2 separate regions of the Danio rerio genome follow, and region 1 is linked to region 2. Evidence: chromatin contacts called from public HiCAR-type data. All regions are on one chromosome and are shown on one strand. The core of a region is the stretch at or near the end of the contact, and the rest is flanking DNA. Distances in the headings are between cores, read along the strand shown.

Region 1 (4,271 bases), core at 54-2,553, 47 kb before region 2:
TTTTGAATGTAACAGCTGGCCCTTGGCTGCACACACTTCTCTTGACATTTCTGACCCAAACTCCCTTCGGCATATGTCCATGTGTGCGTTTGTGTGTGTATGTGTGTGTGTGTGTGTTAAAGATAGCAGTCTGTGATCACAATATAAGTCAAACACAAACATTCAAGATAAACAATTAAAGGGGGGAAACAAAGCCATCACATTAGAATAACTAAAAATTTAAAAGTAAAAGAGTAAACTTAGTATAATGTAATCCACCTCATATGTATTAGCTAAATACAATCTACCCATCCTCAAAAAGTGTTGTTTTTTGAGACTTGCATTTTGGGATTTTGAGCATTTACTACAACATTAGGGACGTACATGATTAATTGTTGTTGTCATGCACAGGCAAGGCTGCTGCATACTCAGCGTTGTATCTTTCATCCCCACTCCCTCACTAAAAAAAGCAGGCCATGCCCAGTATCAGATTAATTAAACACTGTATGCTGCGTTTGGTGGGATCCCCTTCTCACACAGACAGTGCTATGCTGAAAGAAAAAGTGGGGGTGGAAAAGGTAGAAGGAAGAAAAGTGAACATCTTTACTCTTTTGAGAATTAAAGTGTAATTACTTTTACTGAGTCTGTAAATGATAAGCAAGGTTTTGTATAACCCGTTTCCTGTGTGTCACTGTGGTTATTGGGCGGGTTTTATGAGTGTTTACAATAGCACAGGAGGAAGGGGACAATAAAACTTCAGAAGGTTCAACTCAATCCTGTCTTAAATAGATGACATGGTTCCTAAATCTATAGCATATTGTTCATCTTATTGTGTATGTACAGAACTATTTTGTTGATGTCAAATGCTACCCTCATGAAGGGGCCACCATAAAATATGCTTTATCAAGATATCAGTATATAAAGTCGTCATTTGGTGTGGCTGTACACATTTGCTAAACATATTCTGCACATATTTCTAAAGCACTTTGAAACTGAAACTTTTAAATGATCAGAGCACTGAGTGCAGTCAGCTTCAGTAACGTTACGTCAGAGAGCCGCAGCACGCAGAACAGCGGAAGACTTTAGATTTAAGTAAACCTCACTTTCTAAAATATTAATGCTCAGGAACTGACTGCATATTAGTCACAGATGAGGTATTATATTTTTTAAATTAAATGAATCTGTTTTAATTACCAGCAGAAAGTGTTGTGCTGACCGGATGCAGAGGAACTATTTTTTACGCGGAGTGATCTGAACGGCCTGGCAGCGGTGTGTGGCGCGAGCTATGCCTGACGATCTCAAGGGACAGACAGACAGAGAGAGCTGTGCTGAGCGCTGAACTTGAGACCGTGTCTCAGTCACGTCTCAAGTCCCTCTCACTTTTCTTCATATTATTCCCATGCTCTAATCAGTTTACTTTGACACAAAACCTTCGGATTACGCTGAAGATAAAAAGTATCCCTAATTTCCCTCCGAGTTGCGTGAGAGACTGCGCAATAGAGGAACGCTGAACTGAATTCAACATGTCAATTTTACCTTTCACTCCGCCGATCGTCAAGAGGTTGCTGGGCTGGAAGAAGGGAGAGCAGAACGGACAGGAGGAGAAATGGTGCGAAAAGGCCGTTAAGAGTCTAGTGAAGAAGCTGAAGAAGACGGGACAGCTGGACGAGCTAGAGAAAGCCATCACAACTCAGGATGTCAACACCAAGTGCATCACAATACCGCGGTGAGTGCCATTAAAAACATCCTCGACTTTACTTAGAGAAGCATCGGGTTGTGACGATTGATTTTAGCAGAACCCGTCCGGACAGTCTCAAACTGAAGCTAAACACCAGCACGGCGAAGTTGAAGAAAAAGCCCAGCAGAGGCTCTTTTATTGTGAAATCAACTCTTGTGTTTCTCATATCACGTTAATTCATAAACCGCGTCTCATTACTGTAACGTTATGTGCTGCAGCTCGTATCTCGCTCTCTGATCAAATTCCGACACTCCAGTTGATTTATTTCAACTTTATTCTCTCATGTGCTTTCACAAACACACATTTGCCTTGCCTGAGGTTGTCATTTACTGTCTGATGAGGTTATATAACAGCCCGACCTTAATCTGAGGAGCGCTGTAGCTGCTGTATCTGGGCTAAACGATGTGTTGCGATGTTTGTGTTTTAAGTTATATTTTGGTTGGTTGGTGCATATATAAGACATTTGGTACTTATTATTTTTCTTCATTAGAGTGTACATGTGGACGGGGTTGTTGTATGAATTGTATTGTTGTTATTATTATCCCTCTGAGTTTTGCAATGGCTGGTTAATCCTGTTATGTCACAGTGCGATGCTGGCCAACTGCCCACAGGTCTTGCCCGTATGGTCCACTCGAGGGTTGCCCACAAGCCTTTACACTCAGCAGACCTTTAGTTTCAAGAGGCATTTCAAGCTTCAGCCAATATAGAAAAACATTGGTTTACTTGTTTGAGTTGTATATATTACACATAGCCAGTTATTATAGAAGTTCATTTGGTTTTTCATATGCATTCTGAAAAAAAAAAAAAAAAAAAAAAAAATATATATATATATATATATATATATATATATATATATATATATATATATATATATATATATATATACACAGATTCAGTAGATAATCAGCTAGAAGTTCACTTGGATTTCATCACAAATTAATATATAGCCAATTAAACCAACAGATCTTAGGGGATTATTTGTTAACTTTAATGATACAACTATGTTGTTCCTCATCTTTTGTTTGGTGCCAAATCTCCTGAAAGTAGGGCTGTGATTTGGCCTAAAATCAAAATCTCGGTTAATTTATCATTTCAACTCGATTACAATTAATGAACGATTATTAATTAATTAATTTATTAATTTATTTATTTTTGCCCTCATAGTTCACTGACGGGTTTTGTACAGTAAATATGCTCACATATTACAGGTAAGAGATTTCTTACCTGTAATAAAGGGTGAATGAAGGCTGTAATGAAGGGTGCATTACTTAATTTTAAAATAACTGAAGGAAACACACATGATCTACTGTCTATGATTATTTATTGAACATCAACGTTGAACAACTGAAACTAAAACACACACTGCACAGGTGTGGGGTATGCTATCGCGCAATGCTGCGTGTGAGTTGGATGCACAGGTTTACATCAGCCTTAACTCGCGCGTGTGACTCCACACACAATAGGGAAAGTAATTGAAAAAATTGACCTGGAAAAATTTCGATTATAGATTCTGAATGTCGATTTCGATTACTTTTCGATTAATTGCTCAGCTCTGACGGTGACAAGAATAGTAAATGCTGTATAAAATAAACAATCATGTCATTGGGATTGTAACATCCATCTCATCTGTTGTCTTTATATTATATTATTTAAACACAATAATATTCAATTTTATAAATGTGAATACTTTTATTCTGCAAGAATGCTTTTGAATGAATCAAAAGCTAAATAGAAATGTTAAAAAGGATTTCTCTTACATATAATTGCTATTCTTTTGAACTGTACAAGTATCTAAGAATAATTTTTCTTAGACTACGGGTCATCTAAGTTAAAAGGGATTAAAAGTGACAAAAACAGCTAAGATAAAGGCCTTATGTGAAAGTTAAACCAGATGGATGTGTATGATGAGTGTAATTCATATGTACTGAGTGTAAAAAGTAAAGGAATTCATGCCATATTGGTAATTAAATCAGGTTACCAAACTCCCCAGACCAGTGTCTGTTTTTTAAAATTGAAGCATCCTCTTGACTGGAAATGTTCTTGTGATGGCAGTCACAGTATGTAACAGTTTTTTATCTTTATGATGGAATTTAATCTGGAATTAAATCTCAATTTCATTTAATAAATGTGGATTTTAATTGTACAGAAAATCAGTGTTATTTTCTAGAGTGTTAAAGTATTTTGAATACACTAAAATACTGTTTAGGGTAAGGCTTCTCAATCATCACAAGTATAATTACAGGTAGTTGTAGCAATATAAAATGGGACCAAGTTCTACAGTATGTTGAAATTATACAAGATTTGGCCTTTAATTAAAATCTCGATTAATTGCACTTTATGATTAATGGATACTTATTTTATTTATTTATTTATTTATTTATTTTTTGCCCTCATAGTTAACTGACAAGTTTTGTACAGTAAATATGCTCACATATTACAGGTGAAAGATTTTTGAATGAAGGGTGCATTACTTGATTCTGAAATAATTGAAGGAAACACACATGATCTACTGTCTATGATTATTTATTGAACATCAACACTGAACAACTGAAAT
Region 2 (4,238 bases), core at 1,299-3,798:
TACCAGATTCTGAAAACTCTGCACCAAGATGTTCATGGTCATCTGTGTCTGCTTACCAGCGGGTCTTCATGTCCTCTCCCAGAAATGAAACTGAGTGAGTGTGCCTTTGCATCAACTTTTCATAACAGAGTTTGTAAATAATATATTTCTGAGCAGGCGATTATGCATCAGGGCTGGACATTAAGGCTTGTCCACTTCAAGATCTTGATCTTTCCAACAGTAAACAGAAAACTGACAATACCCAAAACAAAAGAGAACTTATTTGGTTAATGCACTGTGGCAGTAGCATTTTAATATCTTTCAGAAGAAGGTAAAGTTGGACAGAGTCAATTTATACATGCTTTCCAATAAACTACTATACTTTTTATCCATTACATTGCTTACTGGCCTAGCAGTGTCTTGCTCTCTCTTTTGGGTAAACATTGTTGAATTGACTGTAAACTACAAGAGATAAATATTTTTACACATAATTTGAAATGTTTCTCTCTCTCTCTCTCTCTCTCTCTCTCTCTATCTCTCTCTTTCTCTCGCTTTCTCTCTCTCTCTCTCTCTCTCTCTCTCTTGCAGTATATATATATATAATTAGGGTTGTCACGATACCATTAATAAATCTTACGATACTATACTGGCTAAAGTATCTGGACACTAAGTAGTATTGCGATACAGTAATTTATATCTCAAATTATAAAGAAGTTTGTCAGAAATACTAAAAAATACTGAATATTTAATGTTATAATATGCCTATTTGAATGTAATTAAGGCCAAAAATTATTTTTTGCACCTCACTGCACCTAAAATGTATTCATTGTTTTTGTTTATTTTGTAGATAACTGACCAACAAAAATACATTAAAATAATGATACAAATTATACCAAATGAATTATTTACAAAAGAGCATTCTTCCAACAAAATGAGGCAATCTGAGGTGGTCAAAAATAGTTTAAATGTTTCCTGTTGCTATTTTAGGGTTTTTCATTATTTTTTTTTAGTCTTCCCAAGCAACAGACCAAAATAATTTAGAATTTCACTTTGTGAGTCGTTTTTTTTTTTAAAGAGATTGTTGTGGTCGCTAATAAATCATTAACAGAAACAGAAATTAAAAAGATCTATCTATCTATCTATCTATCTATCTATCTATCTATCTATCTATCTATCTATCTATCTATCTATCTATCTATCTATCTATCTATCTATCTATCTATCTATCTATCTATCTATCTATCTATCTATCTATCTATCTATATCAAGCATATATATGAATGACAAATTTATTCGTACAAACACTTTCTGAAATAAAGGTACAAAAGCTGTCTGTGTGGCATATGGTCCATGTTGATACCTTCAAAAGAGTACCTTTGTAAAAAGTACCACCACAGTGGCTGTTTTTGTACCTGTAAGTCAGTGACAGCAGCACGACAAAGCTTACGTTTAAGCCCTGATGCATTGAGTAAGTGGGTTGTCCAGGGTTGGGCCGCTCAGGGGTGTGATCTTTGTAAATATGTCTGATAAATGGATTATGCATGCCTATTTTCTGAAATTCATGCCATTTGTACTGTAGACTCTATTTTGCTACCAAATATTTTTTCAGAATGCTCTTACCTCTGTGTTTGTAAGCGTTGAGTAGGGGTGGGATTGGGGCTGTGTACTGCTGGCAGGTTTTTGTAATGTTAACCCTGTATTTTTATACGTCGGATGCTCGTAGGATATGGAGAAGGGCTTGATGAAGGGAAAGGTCACAGTGGGCTTTGTGAAAGCCAGATCATGTACTTGTGATCAGTGCTCTTTGCATGCCGTCTCAAATCTCTGGTCTCCCAAGGAATCATGAGAGAAAGTTGCGTTGACGGTAGAAAAGATGTCTGACATCTGCGTGCATTAATGTTCATAAGGACTGTTGTGTGCTTTAGACGCTCTATGACTTTACTTTGATAAAGTTATTGTATGAATTGGATTCCTTGAAATGCATTTGAAACCTCTTAATGTCATCCTGTATAGACAAAACAGAAGGTACTGGTATTATTCAGGAAATGATTTATTGTCTATAAGTAAACACATGTTTTCTTTGAGAGGAAAAAAAATCAAATCTCAAATTCTTTTCAACAAATTGTTGAATAAATTTTAAGTAATGTGCATTTATTGTGCTTGTGTTCAACTTTCACGTTCATCGACTTTGTGACTTAGTGGTGATTGTTGTGCTTGACATGTTAGATTTCTTCTTTGTACAAGTATATAATCTTTATCATAATTTCTCTTCATCTTTAAAGGTTGTCAAGAGAAACAATATTGTTTGTTATTGTTGTACTTTTAATAAATATGTAAATGAAAAAATGCTTTCTCTTTTGATTTTGTTCATGTACACACACTGTCTTGTTCTGCTTATTTTATGACAATGCCATAAAAATGCAATGCTAGGATACAGATACATTAGCCTGGCCTGTGACCTAGCGCGTACATTTTTCACTTGCTGAAAAAATGAAAGCTTTCTTTGTTCAGAAGACCCTAAGGGCAGGGAGGCACTGGAATTTCGGTAAACCACACATACGTCTTCGCTAAATGTTTGTTTATCAGTAAACGGAGGTTAAAGAGTGGAACAACCTGCTCACATTGAAGTTGTCCAGGTGTTTGGTGACTTTAGTGAATCACCTGGTGCAAATGGTAAATGATGCATGGACCATAGATGTACATACATAGATGCCTCATTAGCAGCTGTTTGTATGGGCAGTTAGATGTAAGCTGTGCACCATATTGTAAAAGTCAAAGTCAGTCTGTGATTACTTTAGAGCAGGGCTGGATTTAATTAATAAGCGAGGTAAGCGGCCGCTTAAGACCCCAGGAAATCTTGGGGCCCCCAATAAATATCTAGAAGTATAAATTATACCTATAAACTATATATAACATTGTTTTTGATCGTATTTTGTATGGTGAGTCAAACTATTTAAATTGTAACGCAATTAAATATAATTTACTATAACTTAAAATATAATGTTATTATATTCATTTAATGTCATGTAATAATAATATTCAAAAATAAAATATTACATCTGCACAAATTTGTCCACTACCCCCATAGAGCGGTCCAACAGTCAAATTTTATATATATATATATATATATATATATATATATATATATATATATATATATATATATATATATATATATATATATAATAATTTTTAGTTGTAAATTAATTTTAAGGAAACTAATCATTTAAAAAGTAGAGATTGCATTAAGATAGAACATAGCTTATGTGATATTAAAAAAAAACATCTTAATAAATAGAAATTCAATATAAGTATAAAGCGTGCATTTTAGGACTGTTGGGCCCCACAATGTTCCTAAACACCATTAAAATGCGCTGGTTTTAACGGGTGTCAATTTTTTCTAATTATTCTTCTTTTGGAAACTTTAAGGCATCTGTGATAGCCTAGATTATATAGTTTTTTTTTTTTTTTTTTTTTTTTAGCAGAGGAATAAAAAAGAATTAAGATGTCTGTGAGATTATACTTTGCATAGGGAAAATAACATGTATAATTAATCACTTTAATTACATTTAGTTGCGTTGATTCATTTTGCAGCTCTAGTGGATTTGTTTACTCCGTATCAACTGAACTGTAAATAAACATTAAATAAAAGTAGAAAGAGTGCATTTTAAGACTGTTGGGCCCCATGGCTGGAACTGCTTAGGGCTCCAAATCACTAAATCTGGCCCTGCTTTAGATCAAGATCGTTCTTTAATCATAGTTATCCACTTGTGTGAATATCTATCATTTTAATTGTTTAAAATACTTGTGGACACTTTTTAATCCCCTCACACATGCATTCATCAACATGTGTCTGTTGTATTTGCTGTCTTCAGTAGTATGTTGTTCTTGTTCTCTTTTTTTTTCTGAGTGTGAAAACTTTGTGGACAAACTACACCTTGTTTACACCTTGTGGGACTCTGAACAGTGAAAAAATTGTTTAATAAAAACTTACTTCATATGGTAACACCTAAAATAATTTGGTTATGTCAGCTATTTTTTCCAATGCACCAGGTTTTATTAAAATTATTATCAAATAAAGATTTTTCACTATTGTTGACTACTTAGAATTTAAGTAATGCAAAAACAATTGAATGTGCAAGTGGTCAAGTGGTGCACTCACAGCACTGTACATACTGCTCTGATAATGAAATTTGGTTAACAATTTAGTAACAGTTTAAACAAAAAAAGTTACCATAGTTCAAAAATCTGTAATATTG

What was found. HiCAR-type assays count read pairs that join an accessible place to other places.
Region 1: a HiCAR-type map of caudal fin shows a contact between it and region 2, with 6 times the contacts expected there. The contact joins the promoter of smad3a here to the enhancer-like site in region 2. A contact is called at or near these places in 12 of 18 Hi-C or Micro-C datasets (caudal fin, embryo, fibroblasts and 4 more) and 1 of 4 datasets of contacts at active chromatin or transcription factors (caudal fin).

Annotation. Positions count from the first base shown.
Region 1 is chr7:34,224,125-34,228,395 of GRCz12tu, reverse strand. smad3a (SMAD family member 3a) reads left to right here and starts at 1,303. Exons shown (of 9, transcript NM_131571.2): 1 at 1,303-1,705. The coding sequence starts at 1,503.
Region 2 is chr7:34,178,386-34,182,623 of GRCz12tu, reverse strand. No RefSeq gene overlaps it. Among named protein-coding and RNA genes, the nearest start is that of smad3a, 47 kb to the left of the region's middle. Within about 2 kb of position 2,548, at least 5 of the 62 cell types and tissues checked have an H3K27ac peak or open chromatin away from gene starts, as enhancers often do. A contact at or near this core is called in caudal fin, where this site is marked.